Regions from separate parts of the Zea mays genome. Here all the other regions are linked to region 1. The links are chromatin contacts, called in public Hi-C maps. All regions are on one chromosome and are shown on one strand. The core of a region is the stretch at or near the end of the contact, and the rest is flanking DNA. Distances in the headings are between cores, read along the strand shown. Region 1 holds the start of LOC100274961. Region 2 holds the start of LOC100856973 (6-phosphogluconate dehydrogenase, decarboxylating). Region 3 holds the start of LOC100382739. Region 4 holds the start of LOC100286162 (plastocyanin-like domain containing protein).

The links. Hi-C and Micro-C count contacts between places; a contact is called where the count stands out from the background.
Region 2: a contact with region 1 is called in a Hi-C map of leaf, with 5 times the contacts expected there. The contact joins the promoter of LOC100856973 here to the promoter of LOC100274961 in region 1. A contact is called at or near these places in 5 of 25 Hi-C or Micro-C datasets (bundle sheath, leaf, seedling and 1 more).
Region 3: a Hi-C map of ear shows a contact between it and region 1, with 2.0 times the contacts expected there. The contact joins the promoter of LOC100382739 here to the promoter of LOC100274961 in region 1. A contact is called at or near these places in 2 of 25 Hi-C or Micro-C datasets (ear and leaf).
Region 4: a Hi-C map of leaf shows a contact between it and region 1, with 4 times the contacts expected there. The contact joins the promoter of LOC100286162 here to the promoter of LOC100274961 in region 1. A contact is called at or near these places in 4 of 25 Hi-C or Micro-C datasets (ear, endosperm, leaf and 1 more).

What each region holds. Positions count from the first base shown.
Region 1 is chr4:19,816,891-19,820,222 of Zm-B73-REFERENCE-NAM-5.0, forward strand. LOC100274961 reads right to left here and starts at 1,778. Exons shown (of 4, transcript NM_001174537.1): 1 at 1,661-1,778; 2 at 1,395-1,490; 3 at 818-1,297; 4 at 1-151. The coding sequence starts at 1,699. It also overlaps the pseudogene LOC111591476.
Region 2 is chr4:20,260,423-20,263,754 of Zm-B73-REFERENCE-NAM-5.0, forward strand. It overlaps LOC100856973 (6-phosphogluconate dehydrogenase, decarboxylating), which reads right to left and starts at 1,769. Exons shown (of 1, transcript NM_001254857.2): 1 at 1-1,769. The coding sequence starts at 1,670. The coding sequence ends at 147. LOC100286018 reads right to left here. Exons shown (of 12, transcript NM_001402555.1): 11 at 3,300-3,332; 12 at 2,554-3,002. The coding sequence ends at 3,302.
Region 3 is chr4:20,145,501-20,148,832 of Zm-B73-REFERENCE-NAM-5.0, forward strand. LOC100382739 reads left to right here and starts at 1,554. Exons shown (of 7, transcript NM_001175456.1): 1 at 1,554-1,875; 2 at 2,219-2,571. The coding sequence starts at 1,596.
Region 4 is chr4:19,531,182-19,534,513 of Zm-B73-REFERENCE-NAM-5.0, forward strand. It overlaps LOC100286162 (plastocyanin-like domain containing protein), which reads right to left and starts at 1,517. Exons shown (of 2, transcript NM_001159050.2): 1 at 1,223-1,517; 2 at 645-1,085. The coding sequence starts at 1,514. The coding sequence ends at 715. LOC100384115 (Lipase/lipooxygenase PLAT/LH2 family protein) reads right to left here. Exons shown (of 4, transcript NM_001176703.2): 3 at 3,313-3,332; 4 at 1,942-3,215. The coding sequence ends at 2,485.

The sequences.
Region 1 (3,332 bases), core at 528-3,027:
GCGACCCCTTGATGCGCAGGTCCAGCCACGACTCCGGCGCCGCGATCACCTTCGCCTCCTTGTACGCCGCGAAGGCGCGGATGCTGTCGCTCTCCTCGTCCAGGATCGACATGTAGTAGCTGCTCCGGAAGAACGGGTAGCTCTCGCCAATCTGCCATGTAATGTAAATATAACCCATGTTATTTCGGGCGTGCTTGTACAGTACAGTACATGCGGCATGCAGGGTGACAAGTCTGAGCGCAGCCCCTGTTGGGCTGGGCCTAATTGGCGTGCTTGTGCAGATACGTGGATCAGCTTAAATTAGAAGCTCAAAGTCCATCTGGATTTTTTTTGTCATTTATTTTGTTCTCGTGTAGGGTCGATTAATAAAGGGTCAAATGACTATGCTATGGCTTTTATTACAAAAAAGAAAATAAATAAATAAATCACCGTGTCACACTCAAGTTCTACCACTTGCACCTCGTTAGTCCTCCATATCAATGTTCCAAATCACCCAATAGTTTATCCCAAAGCTTTGTAGTACTAACTTAAAAAACCAAGTACGGCCATGCAGCGCCGATGTGACATTTAAGCATCCCTCGGCGCTGCATGGCCGATGCAGCGCCAATGTTTATTATATTTAGTACTCATAATAAACATTTAAGCATCCGATGTGACACAGGATAATTAATTTTAGTCCCAAACCAAACCCCTATGGTTAAACAATTTGAACCAGAAGAATTAAGACCGGCTACGGCATGATTTAAAAACCATTATAGTTGTAGTAATAATGAATTAACTAATGATAATGGTAACCACAACGACAGGCTCTGCCTACCAGCATCATGGCGTCCCTCGGCGTGGGCGCGAAGAGGACGAGGTACTCGTCGTCGGTGAGGCCGCAGTGGCTGAGCACGCGGTTCCTGGCCTGGATCTCCGGGATCGAGATGAAGCTCCCCGGGAAGGACGACTTCTTGGTGAGCATGTCCAGCAGCCGCGACGGCTCCAGCCGGACCGTGTCCGCCGAGTCGGGCCTCGTGCCGGCCGACGACGACGGCGACCCCGCCGGCGACGAACGCTGCCGCTCGCCGCCGGCCTCCGGCGACATGTAGTAGGTGGAGTAGAGGTCGTCCTTGTCGCAGCTGCCGTCCTCGATGAGGCCGTGCGAGTACTGCGGGTACATGGCCAGCACGTACTGCTCCACGTACTGCCGCTCGCTGGGCGTGATGGGCCCCGACCACCGCAGGTCCAGCCCGTGCAGCGTCGAGATCGCCTCCGCGATGATGTGCGCCGGGATGAACTCCCGCGGGCAAACCTTCTGCTTATATATATATGTTTATTACAAACACAATTATTTCTGGACGAAAATTCAAGCAAACCTTCTGCTTGTATACTATTACTAGCTGCTTAATTACCTTCACAACCATGCTGTTCGGCCTGCTTGATGTGCCAGGAAGGGGGCTGGGAACTGAGGCGCAGATTCCATCTTTAAATTCTCCACCTAGTAAGCCCTGATGAATTGGATGAATACACACACACACAAACAACCAGTAAGTACTAGTACATGACTCTAACAAGGAATTAAACTATTTTAACCTTTTTAGTTAATCTTAACAAAACACCAGTAGTTATATATGGATTCACATCTCTAGCTAGAACAGAAACTAGATGAAATACACACCTTGTGTTCCATGTGGATGTGCTCCATCTTTCCGCACATTTGTGCACCTTTAATCGACTGTCTAGAGAGTAGAGAGAGACAAAGAGAGAGAGAGAGAGAGTATGTCGTCTGTTCTTCGATGGAGAACAAGAGTTATGGAACAAGTTGGATTTGACAGAGTATATATGTATGAGGAGAAGCGGGGCAGCGGATGGAGTATACTGAAGAGGCAAGCTGCAGGGATAATAGTGCTTCTAAGTCTGGTCCTCAAGGAACAAGATATAGCGCTACTAGGATGCAACAGCTGTTTAGCCGTGGTTCTTTATACAGCACTACTGATTGATGAGGCACACATAACAAATGTCCGTGTCTCTATCAAAGGGAGCATAGACAAATTGCTGTGTCATATATGAAAAATCCAGCTGTTTCTATGTGTTGTTTAATTTCTGATGATGTGGGTCTATGGCATCTAGCTACAGGCATATACCATGTTCCTCAGCATTATTGGAGGCTTGGTCTTTATTCAGATACAAACATCCACACACATTTATACACACACTATATCAACACTTCAGAATTACTGGACCTACATGCAGAAAGCTAGAAAATCTACTAGGTTCGACCAAGATAACATGCAACAAGAGAAGTGTAGATCATTATTACTAGACGTGTAGTACAATAGAAGAAGAATGCGTCAATATAGTGAAAATAGTATTACATCCTCACGTACCAACAACAATAACATATTTACCTGTACTCTTCACGTATTCGTTGCCGCTCAACACCACAACAACGCCAGCGACATCTTTATGGTATCCACGGTTGTAAGGATCAAACACTATTACGCTGGTGTGCTAGCACCACACACACAGTGAGAAGAAGGGCAACAAATGCTTGAGCGCTCGCAAACCTGGGAAAGAGGCGGTGACAGGCGATAGCTAAGATGTGTCTCTCTCTTCTAGCATGTCAACTCTCTACTATATTAAAGCACCGGTTTTGTGGGTTGTGCATCACATCGAAGCATGTAGGTCTATTTCTTTTACCGCTTCTTGCCTAACAAATGGGCATTGAGAAACCATCCAAGCCCAACACGATAGGAAGCCATACGCAGAGCAATACTCCCACATAGTACCATCTCGCTATCTGAAGGAGAACGAGCACCCGAGCGACTTATAAAAAAGGGTCGGGCTCCTATTCAACTCATACCTTTCTCGGGCTTTTGGTTAAGATAAGGTGTAATATTTGTTCTTATCAGTTTAATATAGGATATGTTCACTCTGATCTTACATTTATTTTTTATGGGTATCAAATATGTTTGTGTGCCGTCGCAATGCACGGGCGTTGTACTAGTCTTTCCTAAATATAGACTCATGCTAATGGATTTTTAACTTAAAGGCTCATTTATGTTATCATGGATCATGGTTGCCTCTCTGGAATATTTTTTACGATCTCTCATTTACACTAGAGTCAATCATCTATTTAGTTGTTGCAATCTCTTAAGTACTAAAGACGGACATGATATAAAACTATTTTCGAGTCATTAATCAATAGTGATGTCTAGCAGCACATATCAAATCCTATATACACATAAAGATCATATGGGTCGAATCTTGATACACACACATCTGATCCTTTTGCCACACTATATCTATCGAACTCAAGGGGAGATTTGTGCCACCCTTCTAATATCTCG
Region 2 (3,332 bases), core at 519-3,018, 440 kb after region 1:
TCACTTGCCAACCATACAGTACAGCATTATTTGAAGTACTCGACTTGGATCTAGAAGCATAAAGATAACAATAGTAAAACAAAAGATAACCCACAGAGAGAAATCACACAAAGCAGAAAACATCCCTTCTCATACCAACCAATTCCTCAAATGGCTGCGCCATTGCTCCTCCTCGCCAGCTTGGTCCATTCGGTGTGGAATGAACCCGGACAGTCAATGCGCTCATAGGTGTGTGCACCAAACAGATCCCTCTGCGCTTGGATCAGATTTGCAGGCAATCGACTTGATCTGTAGGTATCGAAGTACGAAAGGCTAGCAGTCATTCCTGGCGTGCTAATGCCAGCCTCCACCGCGCGTGCCACAACCCACCTCCACGCGTTCTGCCGCTGCACCATCTCCCTTGCAAACTCTCTGTCAACAATCAAATTGGCGAGCTCAGGATTCCTGTCGTACGCGCTCTTGATCCTATCAAGGAACCTCGCACGGATAATGCAGCCGCCCTTCCAGATCCTGGCAAGCTCTGCGAGGTTAAGGTTCCATCCCTTCTCCACGCTCTTGGCTCGCAGCAGATTCATGCCCTGCGCATAGCTGCAAATCTTGGAGGCGTAGAGCGCTTGCCTGACCCTATCCACCAGCACCTTCTTGTCGACATTAACCGTCTCCAACAGGCCCGCCGGCATCCCCTCTTCCTCCAGCACCCCAGCGGCTGCGACCCGTTCGTCCTTCAACCCTGACAGGTACCTCCCGTCCAGCGACGCGGCAATCGTGGGCGCTGCCACCGCAAGCTCCGCCGCCTGCTGCACGGTCCATTTCCCGGTCCCCTTCATCCCAGTCTTGTCCAGAATCCTGTCAACCAGCGCCCCGCCGCCACTCCCGCTCCCGTCCAACGGGTCAGCCACGGTGAAAATGTCGGCGGTGATCTGGACCAGGAAGCTCTCGAGCTCCCCCCTGTTCCACTCAGCGAAGACATCGGCGATCTCGGAGTTGGACAGGCCCCCGAGCCTGCGGAGCACGTCGTACGCCTCGGCGATGAGCTGCATGTCGCCGTACTCGATCCCGTTGTGCACCATCTTGACGAAGTTGCCGGCGCCGCCGGGCCCGACGAAGGTGACGCAGGCGCCGTCCTCCGTCTGCGCGGCGGCCTTCTGGAGGATGTCCCTGATGTTGGCGTAGGCGTCGGCGCTGCCGCCGGGCATGAGCGAGGGCCCGTTCCGCGCGCCCTCCTCGCCGCCGGAGACGCCCATCCCGAGGTACAGGACGCCGCGCGCCGCCGCCTCCTGGATGCGGCGCTCCGTGTTCTGGTACCACTCGTTGCCGCCGTCGACGATGGCGTCCCCGGGCTCGAGGTAGGGGGAGAGGGCCTGGATGGTGGCGTCGACGGCGGGGCCGGCCTGGACGAGCAGCACGACGGCGCGCGGGCGCGCGAGGGACAGCACGAACCCGCGCGGGTCGCGGTGGCCCAGCACCGGCAGCGAGCCCTCGTCCCGCGCGCGGGACAGCGTGGAGTCCACCTTGGCGGCGGTGCGGTTGTAGACGGAGATCGGGAACCCTTTCTCGGCGATGTTCAGGGCCAGGTTCTGGCCCATGGTGGCGAGGCCCGCGAGCCCGATGCGCGGCGGGGGGCAGTGCGCCGCCGCGGCCGCGGGGGACGCCGGCGCCGGGGAGGCCATCGGTGGGTGGGTGGGTAGGGTTTTGGCGCTGGCGGCGGTGATGAGATGGAGGGGAAGGAACGGGGATGGGAGGTGGCCGAGGAGGAGAGAGAGAGTTCGGGGGAACGGACGGAAGTGAAGGTGGACAGTGCTGTAGCCTGTAGGGGATAGAAATATTGCGGCCCGGGGTTTTGGATGGGGTCCCTGGAGTCTGGGGTTATCGTAGAAACTGTCCTAGGAATAGAGTGGATCCGGTACACCCGACGCTCATGGAAGCAAAAATTCCAGAGGACTTGAGGTGCTTTCTGCAAAGGGCCACCTCACTCTTGCGTTCTTTCGCGGCCGCAGCCGCCTGCTGCTGGCTGCCTCGCGGTGAGGCGGACTCATCGAGGCGGCCAAACGGCACAGGCTTGGCCGGTCGATCAGTCCAAGGGCCAGCTGCCGCTCGGCGCGCGCGACCAACCAACAAAGCTCGTGTTCTCCGACCCCTACAAGGCTCGGCCCTTGGCAACCAACGGCCGTGCCCGTGCGTGCTGCATCCCCATCCCTCGAAGCCGGCCAGAAGTCATATTCGCTGAACATGTGGAGAAGACTATGAACCCAAGTACGTACCCAACTTCGTTTTGATGATTGCTATAATAAAGCTCCGATTCTCCACAGAAAGCCAAGTACTAGGAGCGACGGAAAGGCTAATGGTATCCTATTACTCTCTCAGCGTCTTCGAGCTCAACTGACTGCAGTTGCAGTATTACTTTAGAGTAATGCTGACGAGCTAGTTGCATGGCTCCAAATCGTACATCGTCGCTGCAAGCGCTTTGACCCCGTCTTCGTCAAGCACGGCACTAGACTTTCTGCCCCCAGCACAGCAACAACAACTAAAACGCCACAGCAAATCGCTATCTTGTGCCCATCCAAACTGGAAACTGAATTAACCAGGTCACGTATTAAGGCAACCAGATACCAAAGAGTGCGTTGTTCTACCATGCAGGTACACAGCAATTTCGGTCACATCATGTTTCTCACGAGGTAGTGGCGCAATCGTCACAGCCCTCATTGGGGGGCAACACACCAGTAGGCCGTTGCAATTGAATGGTGTGCCCAGACCATCTCTCACTCGCAAATGAGTAGTAGTAGTAGATAAAAAATAAAAGAGAGCCAATTTTGACTTCAGCGACCATATATAGCACGCAGATCGCTACTAATAACGGGGGAAAACGCCTCCCGCACAACATTCAGCACCATCACCAAAAACAAGCTAGTGCGATGTCCGGTTCATTTTTTATGTAGTACCAGTTCGTTCGACTGATTTCACCCACCGAGGTTCCAAGGCTGGGGGCTCCAGAGCTAAGCCACCTGCAAAAATTAAAAGAGCAAAACGTGAAGCAACTATGACAAAATGAAAATTATGGTGCCTATATGCATTTTTGTTTCCAGACTCTGCAGTGGCAAATCCATGAAAGGACCAGTGCATGAGCAGTATGACAACATGAAGCATCATTGTGACTTATGACACATAAGGTTTTGATCCCAGCAAAATGCATACTAACAACAGCCAGCACTAGAGCTCTGTTTTGTGCCAGCGAGCAAGTAAACTTGTAGTGGCCGAAGTTAATGACAGTCCACCAGGAGAAATCATAGAATGTATATTACCGTTACACTGCCATTTTCATCTCTAGCTTCTGG
Region 3 (3,332 bases), core at 304-2,803, 330 kb after region 1:
CTATGGCCCAAGCATCACACGACGCTCGTGCCGGATTGGCCCAGACACTATTAAATGGGTCGTGCCTCTGTTCGGCTCGCCAGACACGACACATTTGGCCATCTATACCTCCGTACGATAATGATGGTCCTTGCCTCAGTTGCCACCACCTCGTTCGTCATTCTACTTCTTTTCTCTCTCCCCTCATGCCTCCACCTCCGCGCCACCCCATTCTCGGCAAAGGGCGTAGAAGCAGGCGCCTCCTACCCATATTCGTCCGACACCGACTCGTGCGGTGGCTATAGCACGTCCACGAGGACGTTTCACATCATGCGCGCACCATCGTTTTTGCCGTCGTCGAACGTCCCATTCGTCTTCCCTGCCTTCGCCTTGTTCTTCCACCCCAATCTGCTGCCCCATGCCCACGGTCGCAGCCGTGAGTCGACGTTGACGCGGGTACGGGGCGAGTCGGTCGTGCTCCTGGCCTTTCTCCGTGCTTGCCGTTGAGTAGGACATGGTGGCGCCTGCCACGCTTAGATTATCTTAGCGATGAGGAGTCCAGGTCTGAGATATTGGACAAATAAGGCCCATAGCGTGGCAGCAGTCGGTATATGCTACGGAGTTGGTGCTGGTGTTGTGTCGCTTCGGCGGGTTCAGGGCTGGGAAGACACTCGTATTATCTCGCCCTTCTCGGGCTAACGCTTGGTGCGGGTGCCTTTTGGTTTGGAGCTGCTCCAGCTGGGCTTCTTTCTCCGCTTGCGTGCTCTCTCCCTATATATCTAGCAGTATACTACCTATATCGCCTCCAGATGCCCAGGTCTTCGTCGTGTCCTTCTCCGGCAACGAACAGGTATGCCCGCCTCTTCCCTTCCACTCATGTTCTACGAAACCTTGAAGGTGGGGGAGGCGAGGGATGTGGGTCTCTGATTTGCTGCCTATGGTACCCGTGCGTCCATAAAAAAATATTATGCGAAGAGTGGAGACGACCAATAAAAAATCTTGAGAACTTTTTTGTAGATAATTTACGTGGGTATCGTTGTGAGCCGTCGCAACGCACGGGTAACCGACTAGTTTTATATATAATATGAGGAGTATTATATATGTATATATATTATTCGTTTTTATCTATAATCTATAACAATATACGATCTACCTGTTTAAACTTTGTAAAATCACCCAACCAAATTATTATCACACTCATAAAATCCACTAAGTCTACAAAAAAAATTACACCTAAATCTAACGCATCATCAAAACCACGGTTTAGATAATTGGATAACCCATCTCTTATGGTCACTCAAATCTATTAAACAATATTATTAAAATTATCCCTTATTCCTCACTCTTCCCCCACTCAGCGGTCGATCTACCCCTTTTCGGAATGTAGTGTTTGCACCGCTATATGCTGGTTATATTGATTGTTCAGTACTAAAGAGATAAAAGGAATTTTCTTTTTCAATCACCACAGTCAGGGCCCACGAGGTCATGACACTCGTGGTTTAGGCCCATGGGCCGGAAATTTGTGGCGGCCAGGCGGCCAGCTGCAACTCTCGGACTGCAGCATTCCATTTCCAGGAAGGCCACGGCGGCGAGAACTCACTCGGGCGCTGCCGGCGATGTACGGCACTTCCGACCCCACAGCTGCGGAGCGCACGGCTTTCCGGCGTGCGGAGAAACAGTACAAGCTTTACAAGACACTCAACGTCAAGGGCAGGTCCAGGTCCAGGTCCAGGTCAGGATGCAGGCCGTCTAGCGGAGAGGGAGGTGGCGCTGATCTGTCAGCCGTAGTTGACTTCCATGCTCTGCTTGCCGCCGACGGGGAGCTTCCTGACGGGATTGGTCGGCGTGAGTGCCCCGGATTCGACCGCCCCGTGTTCTGCTTCTTGGACCGGCCAGGTAACTGTGATCTCCTTTCGATTCTTTGTTTGGGGCTAAAATTAGGTCGTCAGGGTTTTTTCTTTCACTAGCGAATCTGAACATGGCACTTCGAACAGGGGAAGGTCTTGCAAAGTAGATGCTGTTTTAGTCCTGTGATGACATTTCAGGAGTAAAGCTTATGTGAATACCAAATCATCTTGTTTAACACTTTTACAATAAAACTATGCGTTCCTGCCCAAATTTGTGTGTAAACATCAAAACTTGCAAGTCATTTCTCATTTCCCATATGGCCAAGAAATCATAATGCCATTACACCAAATATTTTTCTGATATATTAGTACTCTTCTCTGTAACTCTGCAGGGTTCTATTTCATTCCTGGTGCTTTATCAACTGAGGAACAATGCTGTTGGATCAGGGAAAGCTTGAAAACATTTCCACAGCCACCTAATAGGACTAATTTGACTGCAATATATGGTTCAATTTCGGACTTACTCATCGCTGCCGAAAATCAACAGATATTGGTTGAAGCAGAAAATCCTGATATCCAAGAAAGAAATAAACAGAATAATTGTGGAGGGAAAACAGAATCCAAATACTTCAAATTTGTGGACTCAGAGAGCCAGAAAGGGGAAGAGCATAGGTCAAACGCAGCAACTACCCTTGTGAGGAAGCTCCGGTGGAGCACCCTTGGTCTGCAATTTGATTGGTCAAAGGTATGTATCCGGTTGCTTTCATGGCAATGCTAATTGCTAACAATAAGTTCATTTATATTATTGCTTGAATTCTGGTTTGTGGTGATATTGATGTATTATGAATTTCTGAAACATTATTCTGCAATAAAAATATGTTCGGAAGGTTCTACAATTGTTTCAAAAGTGTTCTATTCAGATCAATCATATTATTATTACAGATATAGAATTCCATTGGAGTGTTAAGTGTATGTCAAGGCACATCCTATAGGACCATACAACAGATGAGGCTTGAGGCTCTCCATATATAGTTGTCATTCCACTAGTGGAGATCATTCTCTCAAATCCCAAGGTTAGTAACATGGTATAATAGCAAGGATTAGGGTTAGGTTAGGATTAGTTCAATCCTCCACCATGATCCAAATCAATTCGGCAACCAATTTTTTTGCACGCAACACGCATTTCTTCTGGCTTGCGGCCCGTTGGCCGGCGTTTCTTTGTAGGCGACTGTCACAGATGTTTGTCTGGTCACCAATAGTCGATGATCACTGTTCATGGATATCTTTTGTTTCTGTTATTTTGGCTGCTGTTTTTTCACCTAGCACTCATGATCCTGCTCTATGTATTCTTTTCCCTCCACGTGGGTGCACTTTGCTGTTCATTACGGGAGATAATGTGGAACATATTTCTCATGTGAAGAAACAAGTTGGTGTGCAATTATTTTGGGTACTCTCAGTCATCTCTTAGGAATTAAGTTTTTTACATTCTCCAAAGGGACATTATCT
Region 4 (3,332 bases), core at 267-2,766, 290 kb before region 1:
GCCACCGGGTGATGGTAAAACCATACGTTTTATCTGGGGTAAAGGCACGCGAGCCCGTGGACCTCAGGAACACTTGGTTGCATCGTATTCTTTATGGCAGACAGCGTGGGAAGTATGGGGCCCGAGCGTTATCATTTGGGTTGTGTCAACCCGTGACCTTCATAGCCTGGGGCTTAGCGCGGTTCGTCTTATTATGTCCTGCCATCAATCTACGCACTCGGATCTAGTTCTGATAGGTCAATAGTGTGTCGCAGGATAGAGGCGCACGAGTCATAAATGTGTCGTAGCCTGAGGGGTTTGTAAGCTATATGAGTGTGCCACATTCCGAGTCATGAGTGGGAGGCGGACCGGTGACTTCGCCTTGGCTCGATGCTAGACGTAGTTAATGCAGCCGGTTATTTATAACGGGTCGGTCTCTTATGACGGTTTACTTATGGCGTAGTTAAAGTTTGAATATGGGATGAAAATGAGAAAGTTGCTGGAGATGGTCTTTGGACGGCTGCAGCGTGGTGAAGAGAACCGGATACCGGGCTACCGACTTGCTAAGGCGCCGTCGTTTCTCATCTTTTTCCTTCCGACTTTGACCATGATGCTCCAAAATATTAGTAGTATTTGTCCATGTTTTGCTATCTGGAACGTCACTGCAAAAGCCTTCCTCGTACTATTAGCCATTTTTGGTTGTCAACAACCTGTGTTATGAATAATAAAAAAAAATCAAGAAAACGCAAGTGCAGCAAAGGCTGCAACCATCGCAACGCCCCACACGGCCACAGCTCCATCGTGTCGCGCTCGCGTCCCCGCCGGCGCGCCGGAGAGTGGCTCGTAGTACGACGGGGGCACCGACGGGAGACCGCGGCCATGTGCCACGCCGACCTGAAACCGCATCCCCTTCCGGCAGTGTTCCCCGTCCAAGGCGTCGGAGAAGAAGTAGTTGGTGCCCTCCGCCGTGAGCATCACGACGAGGAACGCCTCCTCCGGCTTCCACCCGCCGCCGCCGCCTCTCGCCGCGACGCCGGCGCTGCAGAACCTGTACGCCGTGGCGTTGGTCGTGTGCACCACCGTGTTGCTGGTGTCCGTCCTGAAGCCTTTGCGATGGATGGAGCATGCCGCCAGCCACACACGTCAGACACGTCAGTACGTAACCAGCGTCGATCGATTGAGCTCCATACAGAAACAGTAGTTTGGACTTGGGCAGGGGAGGAAGCCGAGGATGAGGACTCACTGAGGTAGTCGCCGAGGAAGAAAGTGCGGTTCGCAGCCCAGGCGGAGTAGTTGGCGGCCGAGGCGTTCGCCTTCCAGTCGAAGATCCACCCCGCGCCGTCGCCCACCGCGTGGTTCGTGCCAAACGGCGGCAACAGTGGCGCCGTGGTGTTCTTGGTCGAGCTCGCCGTTGAATTGGTCACGGAGCTCGGACTCGCTGTCGCATTGCCTGCGGCTGCAGCGGTCGATAGGGTGAAAACGGCGATGACGACTACTCGGAACATCACTGTCGTCGGAATGCCCATGTCTAGCATCTGGCAGCACTTGAGAAAGCTGGTGATATATGTATGATGTGCTGCTAATGCCAGACTACAGGCAGAAGCTTCAGATGCAAAATGGGTGTCTACTCTTGTCAGTGAATTCACCGGTTTATGCGGCGGCATCCAGGTGGGGGCGGCGGCCACCTGGCTAGGTACCATGCTGTGGCCGGTGACTAGATCTATGGACTGTGGTAAAATACTTACAATTGAATATAATGATAATTCTGCCTAGGAAATGGTGTTCATCTCAGATCTGTATAAGATAATAAGTTTAAAAAATTACTGCCCAGCGGAACTTGACAGGAACTTTTCACAGTCGTATACTGCTAATGTTGTGTTGAGTGAATCTACAATCGCTCTAGAGCTTCCAGTTCAAGAAAATACTCAGATGATAGTGATTTGGAGCAACGCCAAGCATTTTGTTTCGATAGTTACTGTGTATTTAACCTCACAAATGTCATATTTTTACATACAACAAAGCTGTAGTCGGTATATCATCTTAACAGTTCAGTGTCCGATAGGTGAGTATACTATACTACAACTCAAGTTTCTAAGATGAAATCAAGTTGTGCTGTATGGCAAAAGCCAAAACGCTCCGTAGTTTATGGCCATGTCCTTAGTTTTTGTGTCTCTGTTTTTCTTCTGCTGTACTGGTCATGCCTTTCTAAGGGTGCTTCAAAGTATCCTAGACTTTTGTTCTTCTTCTTCTTGATATAATGATACACAGCTGTCCTGCATGTCTGAAAAATACAACTTAAGTTTCTGACTTCAAACTGCCACAACACTTGAACTCTTGCTGTGAATTGAACCCTTGCAAGGATGACACAGTCACCAAGATGAGAGGGTTCTTTTTTCCAGTTCAGAAACTAGGACTTGTCCTTTGCACTTCAGCTAATTCCGTTCCAGTCTTGAATACAGATCTTCTATAGGAAACTATTACTAACATATTTTTAAAGAAGTCCAATTAACTGCTGTCACCAGATCCATCTTCACTCTTTGAGTCACTTAGCATAGGCATGAACGCTGCAAGAAGAACAGCAACCTTGTTTGCTAGGAACCCTGCAGTGCCAACAAAGAGGTCGGTGGGTGTGAGCGCAAAGCTGTCGCCTCCAGCACCATACTTCAGTGCAACTGCACCTGCAACCAGTACTAGTGATAGTATCAACCATGGCCTCCTTACACCGCTGAAACTTTTTACCGAAGGCTGTGCACCGCCAGCTTCTGAAGGTGAACCGATCACAGGCAAACCATCAACCGATCTTTGGAGCAGCAACAGGTACAGGAACCCTCCAATGCCACCTATCAGGAACGAATAGGCAGCGCTGTCATTTGAAGCCAAGATGAAGGTAGAGAAGCCGGTTATCACTATAGATGCGTCATAGAGCAGCAGAGATTGTTTAAGGTCGGCGTACTCTCTCAACCCATCCTCTCTTACTTCCTGAATGCTTGAAGCTTTGCTTCTTGAGGATAACATCCCTTGTTGAAGATCAGAAAGGCCGACTCCTGAGAGGTCAGTGATAGCCGTCGGCCTTGCTTCAGCTACTGAAGCTCCATCATCTCCAAGGAACACATTTACGTTCTCAAAAGTGTACTGCAAACCGCTGAACTTCTGTTCTGGAGTTCCATTTATTTCTTTAGGCTGACCAACTGGTCCATGTATTACTTTCAAGCTCAAACCATCTAATCTCCATGAACCTGACCTTCAAGGGTAAAATTAATAAACAAAGGATAGAAGACACTCATCAAGTGAACATATTACTACCATTACATTGTATTTGCAGAGAAGACGTACCTGATTCAAGACCGATCCAG